Linked DNA regions of Sus scrofa: region 2 is linked to region 1. A link is a contact called in public Hi-C data. All regions are on one chromosome and are shown on one strand. Each heading gives the region's core, a stretch centred on a gene start, on an enhancer-like site or on the middle of the called end of the contact. The rest is flanking DNA. Distances are from core to core; before and after follow the strand shown. Region 1 holds the start of AKAP8 (A-kinase anchor protein 8). Region 2 holds the start of EPHX3 (epoxide hydrolase 3).

The links. A called contact is a pair of places that touch in the nucleus more often than the background predicts.
Region 2: a Hi-C map of skeletal muscle shows a contact between it and region 1, with 5 times the contacts expected there. The contact joins the promoter of EPHX3 here to the promoter of AKAP8 in region 1. A contact is called at or near these places in 2 of 5 promoter capture datasets (fetal liver and liver), 5 of 47 Hi-C or Micro-C datasets (heart right ventricle, liver and skeletal muscle) and 2 of 2 datasets of contacts at active chromatin or transcription factors (alveolar macrophages and skeletal muscle).

What each region holds. Positions count from the first base shown.
Region 1 is chr2:62,220,687-62,223,485 of Sscrofa11.1, reverse strand. AKAP8 (A-kinase anchor protein 8) reads right to left here and starts at 1,426. Exons shown (of 14, transcript XM_003123431.4): 1 at 1,152-1,426. The coding sequence starts at 1,224. It overlaps AKAP8L (A-kinase anchor protein 8-like), which reads right to left. Exons shown (of 24, transcript XM_005652898.3): 13 at 2,023-2,118; 14 at 1,152-1,922. The coding sequence ends at 1,620. The region is part of intron 1 of LOC110259330 (a long non-coding RNA gene); the gene reads left to right.
Region 2 is chr2:62,347,079-62,349,877 of Sscrofa11.1, reverse strand. EPHX3 (epoxide hydrolase 3) reads right to left here and starts at 1,347. Exons shown (of 8, transcript XM_005652901.3): 1 at 796-1,347; 2 at 357-638; 3 at 71-156. The coding sequence starts at 599.

The sequences.
Region 1 (2,799 bases), core at 177-2,676:
GGCAGGGAAAAAATGGCGAGATGCAGTAAGACTGCAAAAAAGACTAGAGAACCAGATTGAGTCAACAGAGCACTACCATGCACCTGGGAACTTTTCTGCTTCTGCAATTCCTGCTGCTGGTCTCCTGCTAATACTGCCACCATTCAAGACTAGCGCCTTCCCTGTTGCAGCCAAAATCAGATCGCTTGCTTCTCAAACCTCAAACACCTGGATGGGGTATCGGAGCTTGGTCAAGCCCATTCCTGCATATTTCTACTGCTCCCGGCGGGTAAACGCGGCTTCCAGCATAGAACAAAAGCCTCCCAGGAGGCTGATTCTAGATTGAGAGGTCACCCAAGAAGGTCCTGCCGCAGGCTCTGAAACTCAAGTGGAGAAAGGGCACATTCTCTTTTACAAAACCCCTCTGGCATCTCCAGGCCACCACAAGGCGATGCCCGGAGGAGAACCACTAACGGGTTTCCAAGTTTTGACAAAGAAAACACCCAGCATTTGACTCTCAGTGTCTTGCCTCAGAGCTACACAACCCAGGGAGAACGCAGGCGCCGCACTACTCAAGGCCTCAGCACTGCACCGCTGGCGGTCCGAACCTGTGCCGCTCATACCGCTTCCGGACCGGTGCTCCAGGCCACGTGGGCGGCGCAGAAGACCCAACGAAGCCCCGCAAGTACCCAGGAAGGCCCGAAGGCCGGGAAAGAGACAGCAGTCCCTCCTCCCGCCGCGGCTGCAGACCCCACGCCCCACAAGCTCGCGCCATAGCTCCGCCCTCTGGCGCCGCCATTTTGTGGCGTCTTCCGAAAGAGGCTGCGGCCCTGCGGGCGGCAGGGATCCGCGGGGCCTACAGCCCCGGTGGGGCTGAGAAGCAGAAACGGTCCTAAAGGCTCAAGGCGCCCCCCGAAGCCCGCCGTAGCGTCGGCCAGCCGAACTCCGCCGACGTCCCCAGGTTCCATCGGCCAATCCGCATGCAGCGGCCCGGGAGCGACTGCGCCGAGGTCCAATGAACTGCGTGCGCGCGTCCCGGCCGCCCCTCTGCAGGGCCGGACTGTAGTAACTGGGCTCTGGAGTAGGCCCCAGCCCGTGGCCCTCTGCGCGGCGACGGTGTCGCCTGGGCACCACCTGCCCGTCCCACCCCGCACTAAGTTGCCCACACTAACCTCCGTAGCCCTGTTCCATGTCTTCAGCTCGGCCCGCCAGCAGCTCCTCTTTCCAGACTACCACAGGACGCATGCGCTGAACCCAACTCCCGCTGTCTTCTACTGGTAAGCCAGTTGATACGTCACCCCTTCCGCGCGCAACTACTGGCGGGAATTTACGACGGACCCGCCCTCACCACTCCAGGTGGCCTTCCGGTTGTTCCGGATCGGTGCTCATAGCATCCTGGGAGTTTTGGTCCGGGCCGCTGTGCCTCGCAGCGCGCAAGCGTATCCCTGCTTCTCCTCGCCGCTAGTGCGCAGCTGCAACCCATCCTTCCGAGGCCCACCCACAGATACACACCTCTAAGCAGAGATCCAGTCGCTCGCCCACTAGGACCGCACCACAGACAAAATAAGAAGAGGTGGGAAGGGAAGAACTTTATTAGACTCCGCTTCTAGCCTCTGCCACGCGGGCCCCGCCCGCCCGGGTCATGGAGCGCCCCCTCCGCCCTCCTCCTCGTCGTCAGCCTCTACATCGAGGCCTGGGATGCCTCGGATTTGGCGCTGCAGCGCCCCGCCCAGCAGGGGCAAGGCTTCCTCCTCCTCCTCAGGGGGCGGAGGTGGGGGCGGGGTCGCAGCCCCAGAGACCGGTTCCGGGGGCACCGGGGGCTGAGCCGGCGCGTCCTCTGCGACTCCCGCTGCTTCGACTAGCGCCCCCTCATCCAGGGCACCGCCCTCGGCCTCCTCCTGTTCCTTCTCCTCCTCCGGGCTGTCGGTGAAAGGGTTCTCTCCCTGCGGGGGACGGCGATACTTTAGAAATGGGAGCACCCCAGGGCCCGAATCAGGCACCGGGGCTGGGGACCGGGCCGCGTGACAAAGGCAAGCACCTCACCTTCAGATAGCGTTCCAGCTTCTTGCTGATGAGCTTGTTGTTAAGGATGCTGCGAGCCACCATGAGCGAGGACTTCTTAGACTGCTCCATCATGAGCTGCGGGCAAGGCAGGCAGGGCTGGAGAGGCTGCTCCAGGCATCCAAAACTCGCCCCATTCCCACCAAGCCAGATCGGTAAGGGCACCCCTCTCCACCTACACCTCGGGGCTCAGCACCGCCAATGATTCCAACCAGATTTCGTAGGTCTGTAAATGTACCCTTGGGTACAAGCTTGATTTCCCCTCTACAAGCATGGAACCATGACCTGATTTGATCCTTGCCCAAATGCTCCTCCATCTTTCCATACCATACTTACTTACTGTATGTAACTGTAACTGATTAAAGACATGTCTTTACAGCTGTATGGCAGAAATCTGATTTGCTTACATAAAAATTATAAGCAGTGAACAAATTAAGAAACCTATTGAAGACCAAGTAAATGTGCAACCCCTAACAAGGGGCCACCTGCCTTAATATGAAAGGAACTCTCTAGGATAAACGAGGTATAAAAGCAGGAATATGAACGTCAGTCAGTGTATTTAACTAATATACATACATCTTTTTATTCCATGGGATTCCCAGGATTAAGAATTATACCCCCAAATGGGAAGGTTAAAAAGAGACACTTAATACTCTGCAGGCGAGAGGTTCAACTGTTTATTTTCTGCAAATCAGTTTGATAGAATGTATCAAAAGTAAAAGTTTTTGGAGTTCCCAACCTGGCTCAGTGGTTAACCAA
Region 2 (2,799 bases), core at 98-2,597, 130 kb before region 1:
GCTGCCCTGGTGGTCCAAGCTCCACCTCCCCCAGCCCTGTGCATTCCAGGCCTTTGGGTCTCAGACATACCAGTTCTCCGGGAAGCCATGCAGAAACAGCATGAGGGGACCATTGCCGCGTCCAGCAGAGACATAGTGCAGGTGCACGCCTGAGCTCTGGGAAAGGGCACAGTATGCGACTTGGGAAACCCCTCTTCCCTAAGAAGTGTGGGAACACTTCACTTCCCACACCCCCCAGGCATGCGCAGATCCAGATTTGGATTCAACTATTTGCCACCCCGCACGGGTCTTAGACAGCCCCGCCTCCCTGGCTCCTTGACCCTCGAAACCCCGGTGGTGCCGCCCCACGCACTCACCTTGAGAGTCAGGAAGCAGTGCTCGCCCAGCGTGGGGTCGTTTAAGCAGGCGGGTGGGGTGCGCCGGGGTCGGCCGCAGCAGCCGCGTCGGGGCCGGCACAACACATGAGTGAGAGCGATGCAGCCGTAAACTGCTGCAGCCACTAGGGCCGCGGAGAACACGAGGCTCCACATGAAGGCGCGAAGCAGCTTCAGAGTGAGGCGCGATGGCGCCAGCAGGGCCGTCACCACCAGCTCGGGCATGTCACCGCGTTCCGGCACGACTGCGTGGCCGTCTAGGGTCTGGGCAAGGGGCACTGGCTGCAGCGGCAAGGCGGGATCTGGGCTGCGGAGCCCACCGCCTTTGGTCTGGGGTCCCTCCGTGCTGTCGGGGCTTGAGGAAAGCGCGGAGAGAAGAGGCTGGCAGCTCAGACCGAAACTGTCACCGCGCACTACTCACCTAAGTGCTAGGTAAACACCTGAGCGCGACGGTGATGGGGAACAAGGAGGCTCGAGGTGCAGGGGTGGAACTGCGAGGACCAGCCCTAGGGTGGTTGGGGTGGAGTCTTGGCGAGAAGGGAAGCTTGGGGCCAGGACTGTGGGCAGGATCAGAAATGCTTGGGCGGGGCTTAGGGGGGCGGGGTCTAGTAGGCCTCCCTGTTGGGTGTGTGGGTGGGGGTCAAAAGTCGAGAGGGAGAGATAGGGTCCTGCACAAACAAGAGACAGGGGGGCACCGTGGGTGAAATGGGCGGAGCCTGAGATAAAGGGGCGGGGCAGTGCAGGGTAGGTACCGCCTACCGGCTGGAAAGGTGAACTCAACTAGGCCTACCTAGGAGCGTTGCGAGGGCTTGGGGCGTGGCTAAGGAGGGTGCGGACGAAGGTGGAACCGAAAGAAGGCGGGGCCTAACGTTGGGCCGAGAAGGTCTGAGGCTGGGCCAGGATGGCTTGGGTGCGAGGGCTGGACCAATGAGCTGGGGATCGGCCTGCATACGGGCCAATGAGACGGAGGGGCGGGGTCGGAACCTAATATGGCGGGTCAGGCGGGTCCGGAAGCGGAAGGTGTGGGACAGACGGTGCCATGACTGGGGTTGGGAGGGTGGCGTGGGGTGTCGCCACGGCCAAAGCATGCCTTGGGAGACCCTGCCGTCGCCCTCTCTGGAGCTCCCCACCCGGAAACGCGCGACCCTCCCTCCTTGCAGCACCTTCTCCAAGCCCTGGTTCCAACGGTGGTTCAGCCGCCTCGACCCCACGATAGCCTCCAGTTGGTCCAGCGGACCCGTCGGCCCGCCCCTGCACAGATGTGATTGGACAGAGGCGGTCATTGACTTACCAATCTGCGGTTGTAGACGCCGGGGCTCCGCGGGTGGCGGCAGCAGGCGGGAGACTGACTTCTAAAGGATATATGCCTGAGCGCCGAAGAACAGGGATGGTTGTCATTGGGACTCTGGCCAAAGAGGTAGCTGAGTAGGGCCAGGCGAGAAGTCTGGCAGGATACCTTCTTCCTCCTGTTTTGCAAACTTCCCCCAACATCCCGAACATTTCAAGGTCATTCATCATTTAACCCTTACAACAACCATTAGTGTAGGTAGTATTATCACCTCCCTGTATTACGGTATAGATCACGAGCCTGAAATTCATTTGCCTAAAGCCTAATAGCTGGTTCAACAGCAATCAGAACTTGAGAAAAGCAGCAGTCTTGGGCTCCACCTTTCCTTCCCCCTGGAGGCAGCCATTGGAAAGATTTTAGCTTTTTTCTGGGGGTTGGTTACCTAGCTACCTCTAAATGTGCTTATGTGGCTACTTCCTGATTTACCTATTTGGGGCATTATCCATTGACTGTATCACTGTCACCACCACTGCACAAGCATTTTCCATGTTTAGTTTTCATATTTCTTTTAAACACTTCACCTATTTTTCATCACTTCCCATTTTCCCTGACACTTAGCACTGTTAGCCTTACCTTGGTATTGTCAAGACTGCTAAACATTATACTTGTCCTAGGACCATAATTAAGCCCATGGGTCCTTACTTAAAGGGAAATAGTGGTTTACGTGGTGCTGCCTCAGTAAACAATGCATTTCAGAGCTTAATAGGTGCCTGTGATTACACTGCTCATACTGCACAAGTGTTTGCCCTGCACACTTACCACTTACCTATTTTGCATGATTAGGCTGTATTGTGGCTTTGGCTTCATTTACATTTTCATCAAATCAATGGTCCAGCCACTTGATGATGCTGTATCCTGCCTGAGTACTCTAATCTGGCTGCAAGGTCTATGGGTGTGGAACTCCCTTCTTCCTCTGCTATAGAACACTGATTCCCACATTCCCCCTACACCCCCAGCTCTACCCTTAAAGAAAAAGACAGCAGTAGTCACAGGACAGTGATTTTATATTCAGTACAAATGTTTATTTTTGCAATGAGGACTGCACAACCCCCCCCAAAAAAAACCAAACCCCCCAAA